2 separate regions of the Sus scrofa genome follow, and region 1 is linked to region 2. A link is a contact called in public Hi-C data. All regions are on one chromosome and are shown on one strand. The core of a region is the stretch at or near the end of the contact, and the rest is flanking DNA. Distances in the headings are between cores, read along the strand shown.

Region 1 (3,367 bases), core at 456-2,955, 38 kb before region 2:
TTTCCCCATCACACCACAGCCATCTCTGAGACTTAGTGGATGTCTCCTAAGGGCAGGGGTGGGACTACTGCTTCACTCCTTGAAGGGCTGGCTCCGTACTGGAAAGCTGGCCCAGGGGTGCACTGGGTCGGAGGGCCATTCTGTGGTCTGTCTCGGGAGGCAAACCCAACTCCTCTCTGTGCAATGTACAGCCACACTGCACATTCAGCTCACTCTCCCACAGGGCCCTTTACTGTCCCTCTCAGTCCCTAGCCCCTCACTTATTTTGAATTTCAAGACTTTGCAAGTACACCTCATTTCCCCCACCACAGTATGCCCCTCCCCTCTGCCCACCCAAACCAGACTCTTCCTTCAGGGCCCAGTCCCTAGGATAGTGCCCCCCCACCCCCACCTACACTGGAGTCTCTGGTCTTTCCACCATCACTGCCCTGCCCCCAAAACTGTATGCTCCCCCCCCCCCCCACATGCACATCAGCTCCTGTAGCTCAGAGCAGATGACATCCTGTTAACTGTAATATATAATAACAGGCAATACTTGGCTAAGGACTGACCATGTGCCTGCCACTGCATGCTAAGCTCTTTAAATGTATTAACTCATTTCCTCCCCACAAAACCTTAAGAAGTTGGTGCTGTTACTTTCCCTGTTTGGTAAACTAGAGCCCAGAGAGGTTAAGTAACTTTCCCAAGGTCACATAGCTACTGACAACTTCCTCATTGCTGCCAGGCTTTTCGAAAACAAAGTCCAAGAAAAGTCCCATCAGTCTTTTTGGATCTCTTTTGTCTCCGCGGCTGTCGGGGACGCCATCTCCCAGGACTCTCCTGGACCCACACTGCAAACTGCAGCCATACTGAGCTATTTACAGTTCCCAGAGCCACCAAATGGCTCTCACCTCTCCCTACCTTTGTCCATGCTGTTCCTTCTGCCTGGGGTCCCAGCTTTATGAAGATTGCCCATTACCCTTCCCTCTTTTCTGCTTCTTGTGGACCTGTACACACTTCTTCACTTTTATCAATTATTTCTTAGCGCTTGTCTGCTGGCCTGCCAGTTCTGGGAACTCCTTGGCAGTAATGAAGCGGTCTTCATTACAGGGCCTGTCGCAACATCAGCGCCAGGAAACACCTATGAATGAATGAATGCTGCTGCGAGCGAGACCCATTCTCCACAAAAAGATACGAGAAGAAGGAGGTCGCTTCTGCATAGGGAGAGCTGTTCCCCAGGGAAGTTTTGGCGTTTGCTCCAAGGCGGACTGTTCGGCCCTCAGTGAGGGACCTTCTGAAGCCTTCGACGCGGGCGGGCAGGTGGGGGCAGGGCTTGGGCGCGGACACACCCCCCGCAGTGCCCCGGGATCCCGACAGAGGGCGCTGTCCTCCCGCCAGCCCACGCCCCGCCGTGCTCCCGGCTGGCTCCCTCGCGCAGGCGCGCTGCCGCGGGCGGAGGATCCGGGGCCGCGCTTCCTCTCGCCAGGCCTGCGAGCTTCCTCCCAGCGGAGCCCAGGGCGAGCCGAGCTTGGCCGCCGCCGCTGAGACCGCCGCCGCCCTCTCGCTCCCGCCCCACCCCGCACCCTGTCCGGAGGTCCTGCCGGGGTGGGGTCCGAGCTGGGCCATCGCCCGGCAGCGCCGCCGTCGGGGCTATCCCCCGGCCAGCCGTCCCTCCCGCTCCAGGCAGCCTCTGGCCGCAGGAGTCTCCGGGGCGTGGAACGTGGAGAGACCCTGCGGCCCCCGAGCCAGCGTCCGGGGCAGCCCGGGGCAGCCGGCGCGACGTCCCCAGATCGAGCCTTGGTGTCGGCGTTTGGAAGCGGAACTCTGCCGGGGCCTCACCGGCTACATTGTTTCCTCCCCCTGAGTCCCTCCCGCCCCCCTTCCCCCGCCTTTCTTCCCTCCCCGACCCGGGCCGCGCAGCCATCCCCCTGCCTCTGTCTGGCCGTCCTTCCTCCCCCTCCTTTCGCACCCAGACCTCTTTGTACCGCACCCCCCGGGGACCCCTGCGCCCCTCCCTTCTCGGCTGGCCGCATGGACCGTCCCGCAGGCCGCTGATGCTGCCCGCAGCGAGGTGGCCCGGACCGCAGTGCCCCGAAAAAGGTGAGTGTCTGGCAGGCCCTGAAGGAGGTGGGCGTCCGAGTGCTTCCCAAGGGGAAGACGGGTGGAGGTTGTACGTCCCGCTTCTGTTGCTTCTGTTGCAGCTGCCGTGGCGTCCACACCCATCCCCCACTCCCTTACCCCCTCCTTCCCGGGTTCGAAATCTCCCGGGAGTCACTGTCAGCCCGTCTGGGAGGGGGGCTCACGAGGGAGGTACTGCCCTCCCAGCCCCTCAGACTTGTCTCAGGCCACCCGGAGTCTGTCCTTTCCCCGTATTGGGGCTGGCTGGAGCGGAGGGGAAGGGGTCAGCGTGGACCAGAGCCCAGGAGAATGGGCTGTTTGCCATTCCCTGCCCAGGGCCTCCCTGCAGGCCTGCAGGTTTTTTGGCCTGCCTGGTTCTGACCCCTCCTTCATTCCCTCTGCGGAGGCCCAGGGTCCAGCCGCCTCCCTTGAGCCTGCCAGAGGTTGAGCTTATCATCTTCGGACTTTTAGAAGACCAGGCCTAAGCCCAGGGACATCTGACCCTTGGGTGGGAAACTAGGCAGGGCCTCTGGCCTCGGTGGAGGTGACACTGGGCATTAGGAGGTGGGTCCCCACCTCCTAGCGTCCTGGTCAGCCCTTTCTGTTCTCCCAGGCTCGTTGGAGGCCAGGCCAGTTGTCAGGAAGGGGTGTGTCCAGCTACCAGATCCTTGGAGCTTAACTAAGGGTTCACCTCCCCTCCCATTTTGTAGGCTGGGGGGCTGAGGCTCAAAGGGGGAAGTTGCTATCCCAGGCCTTTGGCAGAGTTAGGCTGTCTGTCCCTCCGTCATCCATCCCCTCCCACCACCACCCCACAACACCTGGACTGCTATGGGTACAGGGAAACCAGGCATAAGCCTTTACCCACTGGGGCCATAAGCCCCCAGCCTGGCCCATGGGACCTTGTGGGGTGAGCACGTGCTCCCCTGCAGAGGGCTAGAGAGGAGGGAGAGGGCTTCCGGTGACGGTTCTGCCTGGGTCTGGGCTCAGACCGAATCAGCACTGCCCATGGGATTTCCCTCTGGTGCTTGAGGCTGGGTCTTACTGACGGGAAGTGGCATGCGGGGGCACCCGTGGGGTGTAGCCCTGGTGCTGAGCTGAAACAGCCTGATCGTCATTCCTGACCCTTTGGCCCAGCTGGTATAGGAGCATGAATGGATCTGGATGCAGAATGTGAGAGCCCTGTGTCCACAGGGAGCAAGCCTCGTATAGCCTTGGCATAGGAGCATTGTCAGAGCGAGCACACCCAGGGGGTCTCTTCCAAGCTCCCCAC
Region 2 (3,438 bases), core at 276-2,775:
AAATACTAAGGTGTGCTAAGGAGCTCAGAAATAGGACAGTCCTTGTTGGTGGAATTTCAAGACAAGAAGAATCAGTATGGGCTGGGATGGTCCTAGAGGAGGACCAAAATGCACTGAGTTTTAAAAGCAGAGTGGGAGAGGGAATGACCTGCAGTTGTGGAGAACAGCAAAGGTATGTGGTGGAAATGATGACAGGCTTATGTGTTACACAGGGATGTTATGCTGGCCATAAGGCTGGAGCTACCTGCACAGACCTTGAATGCTAGAGGAAAGTGTGGTCCTGATGGAGCAGGTCAAGGCAGCTATAGAAGTCCCAGAGGAGGGGGTGCTGTGGTGCAGTGTGTAGGGAGATGAGTATAGCAGGTGTAGAGTGTCTAGTCTCAAAAACCCAGATCTGAGAAGCTCAAGTAAATTTCTTCTCTTCCTAGCAGCAAGCAGGAGCTGGACAAGAACCTTCAGGACTATCTGTCCACAGGCAGCCTTCCTCTGAGTCCAGCACCACAAATCTCTAGGGCTCTGGGTGCTCTGAGACGGCAGCCCCTCTACCCCAACATACATGCATGACCTGCCTCAAAGACCTGAAGAAAATGTCCACGACTCGAAACTAAGAAATCGATATATGCCTGGAGGATGGAGGGCTTGGCCAGTTTCTCTCCCTCTGGGTACCCACTTCCTATCCACACCTTAGTTTTCAGAGGCTCCAACCTTATTAAAAGTGATTTCCCTCTCCCCATGCTTTAATATACTCATTTACCTTCCAGCTTTCCCTTAATCTCTCTGAAGACTTCCATCTCTTTCAGATAATAGCTAGGAGTGAGGTCCAAACAGGCAAAGAGGCCAAGGGCTGGCTTGACTTCCAGAAGACAGTCCTTGATACTCCACAGGCCCTGAGCCCTGGGCTGTGGTGGGAGACGGAGTCACAGCTGTGTATAATTCTGTCCCCACATTTATCCAGAACAAAGAGTGGTCCAGGTGCCTTTCCTGGTCCTGCCCAGCCAGCATCACCAGGAACAGCTATTTCTCCCTGCTTCTTATAGCTCCAGGGGTCAGCAGGGCAGGCGCACAATTAAGAACTCTGAGAGGCAACCCATGGAGCCGTAATTGGGATTCCCGCTCTGCTTCCCTTTCCCAGCTGCTGGAGCAGCGGGTCGAAGAGGAGGTTGGGGTAGGGCCCGGGGCTATTCGCTATTCGCATCTCTCAGTGAAATCCTGGTTATTAGCGACCCGGGGGAGGAGGAACTAGGGGGAGAGTAGGAAATAGGGTTCTGGGCGCGTAAAAGCGCAGCTCATTCCCCTGGAGAGCGAGCCCCCCACCCCCCACATCGCGGCAGGCCCCAATCCGCTGTGGCCAGCGGAGCTTGGCATTGAAGGAGGGACGTGGGGGAGGCGGGAGTGAAGAGCGTGCACGTGGTCCAGCCTTCTCAGCCCCGTGCATGCCCCCCGCCCCCTGTGAGGAGGGGTTTGGGGAGGTGGAGGCGGGCCCGGGCAGGGGCGGGCGGTGGGCGGTGCAGAACGTGGGGCGCCTGCCTGCGGCGGGAGCTGTCCCCGAGACCTAGTGCTGAAGTAGGCGCGGACGTGCCTGGGTGCCCGGCGCGTGGTACCCAGCGCCCGGGGCCAGCGAAGACCATGGCGTTTATGGTGAAGACCATGGTGGGCGGCCAGCTGAAGAACCTCACTGGGAGCCTAGGGGGCGGCGAGGACAAGGGGGACGGGGACAAGTCGGCCGCCGAAGCGCAGGGCATGAGCCGAGAGGAGTATGAAGAGTATCAGAAGCAACTGGTGGAAGAGAAGTGAGTGGCTCCAACGACCCTCCCCATCCTAACCCCTAATGAACCGCCCTGCCCACGCTTAGGGGAGTCTCAGACCCCGAGCCTCTCCCCTACTTTTCTAGACGCAATAAGAAACTGGGAGGTGCCCTCTAGGCTGCCCCCAGAGCCACCCCATCTCAAACCCAGAAACCCTGCTCCACTTTCGCCTTCGGGTCCAGGGAGTGGGGGAAGGGGCGATAGGGCCCTGGGACGAGGTGGGGGCACGTGCATTTCTGACGAAATAAGTAATCCCTTAATCCGATCTGGTCCCAGCCGTCTGTGTCTTCCAACTGGAGCTCCTCAGAGCCTGAAACTCTGAGAAAAGCGGTGCAGCTGAGGGGGAAACCAGTTGTGGAAACAGATCCTGAGATGGAGGCACTCACAGATATTGAGGGTACTTGTGTGAGGACAATGCTGGACAAAAAGGCAGCTGGGGTGGAATCAAGGGCTGAACTCTAGAGCTAGGCTGCTTGGGTCAGGTCCCAGCTTTGCTTCTTTTTAGAAGGGTGACTTTAGGCAAGTTACTTAATCTTTCTGTGCCTCAGTTTCTTCTTCTGTAAAATGAGGATGGTAATCATAAAAAGTGCCTTATATTTTTTTGAGGGATAAACTTTAATGCACATAAACCACTTAGTGGAGCTCCTGGTACATGGTAAATCATTGAATATTAGCTCTTATTATATCACTTAGTCGTAATAACAGTTTTGTGAGTTGCAAAATCTTACCCCCATTTTACAAAAGAGGAAGGTAAGTGACCTACTCAAAGACGTACCAAAAGTGGTACGGAAGTGGAGCCAGGACTCGGACTCATGTCTGTCCTGAATACTTCCCCTCACAAGACACAATCTGTCAAGGAGGGAAAAAGACCCAGTCAGAGGCCACAAGGGACATATATTAGGGTCTGCAGAGAGAGCCAGACAGAGTGACGCCCCTGCCCCAATAGCTCCGTCTAGTAACGGGTGTGGAGGTGATAAAGTGCTCTGTGATGGGGAGAGGTGGCAAAGATTGCAGCAGATCAGAGCACCAAGTACCCAGCACACAGGCCAGCAGGTGGAAGCATTGTTAACCTTGGCCAGGACGCAGAGACCCTTCCAGCCCCTTCCTCTCAGCCCCCACCCATTCTCTCAGCCCTGTCCATGATTCTGGCCCTCGTGCCCCCGCAGGATGGAGCGGGATGCACAGTTCACTCAGAGGAAGGCAGAACGGGCCACGCTGCGGAGCCACTTTCGAGACAAATACCGGCTGCCCAAGGTAAGCTTAGGGGCTGGGGCTGCAAGGAACATCCAGGACCCTGAGCTCTGGGCTGCAGACTCCTCTGCAACTCTCGAGGAGGGTTTGACGAAATCCTGATACTCTCACTCATTCATTCATTTAGTTTAATGCTGGGCACTCAGAAGTAGTCTAGTCCTTCTGGAGCCAGTCCAGGCCCCTTCTCAGAGTCAGGCCTAGACAGGCGAGAAGTTGGAAGGCAGTATACTTTATGCAGGGGTAAAATCTCTTGGACTTTGAACACTTAGGGAGGGGAGCAGATGGGGAGAAGGCAGTACTGTGGGCCAGGCACTTGACCTTCACACTCTTACATAACCCCACAGTAATTCTACCACATAACTATTACCCACATCTGGAAATA

What was found. Hi-C and Micro-C count contacts between places; a contact is called where the count stands out from the background.
Region 1: a contact with region 2 is called in a Hi-C map of subcutaneous adipose tissue, with 2.8 times the contacts expected there. The contact joins the promoter of CSK here to the promoter of CPLX3 in region 2. A contact is called at or near these places in 1 of 5 promoter capture datasets (liver), 6 of 47 Hi-C or Micro-C datasets (alveolar macrophages, fetal heart ventricle, heart right ventricle and 3 more) and 1 of 2 datasets of contacts at active chromatin or transcription factors (alveolar macrophages).

What each region holds. Positions count from the first base shown.
Region 1 is chr7:58,753,372-58,756,738 of Sscrofa11.1, reverse strand. CSK (c-src tyrosine kinase) reads left to right here and starts at 1,705. Exons shown (of 13, transcript NM_001190173.1): 1 at 1,705-2,079.
Region 2 is chr7:58,715,115-58,718,552 of Sscrofa11.1, reverse strand. It overlaps CPLX3 (complexin-3), which reads left to right and starts at 1,525. Exons shown (of 3, transcript XM_003128491.4): 1 at 1,525-1,790; 2 at 2,972-3,059. The coding sequence starts at 1,627. It overlaps LMAN1L (protein ERGIC-53-like), which reads left to right. Exons shown (of 14, transcript XM_021099048.1): 14 at 439-1,394. The coding sequence ends at 564.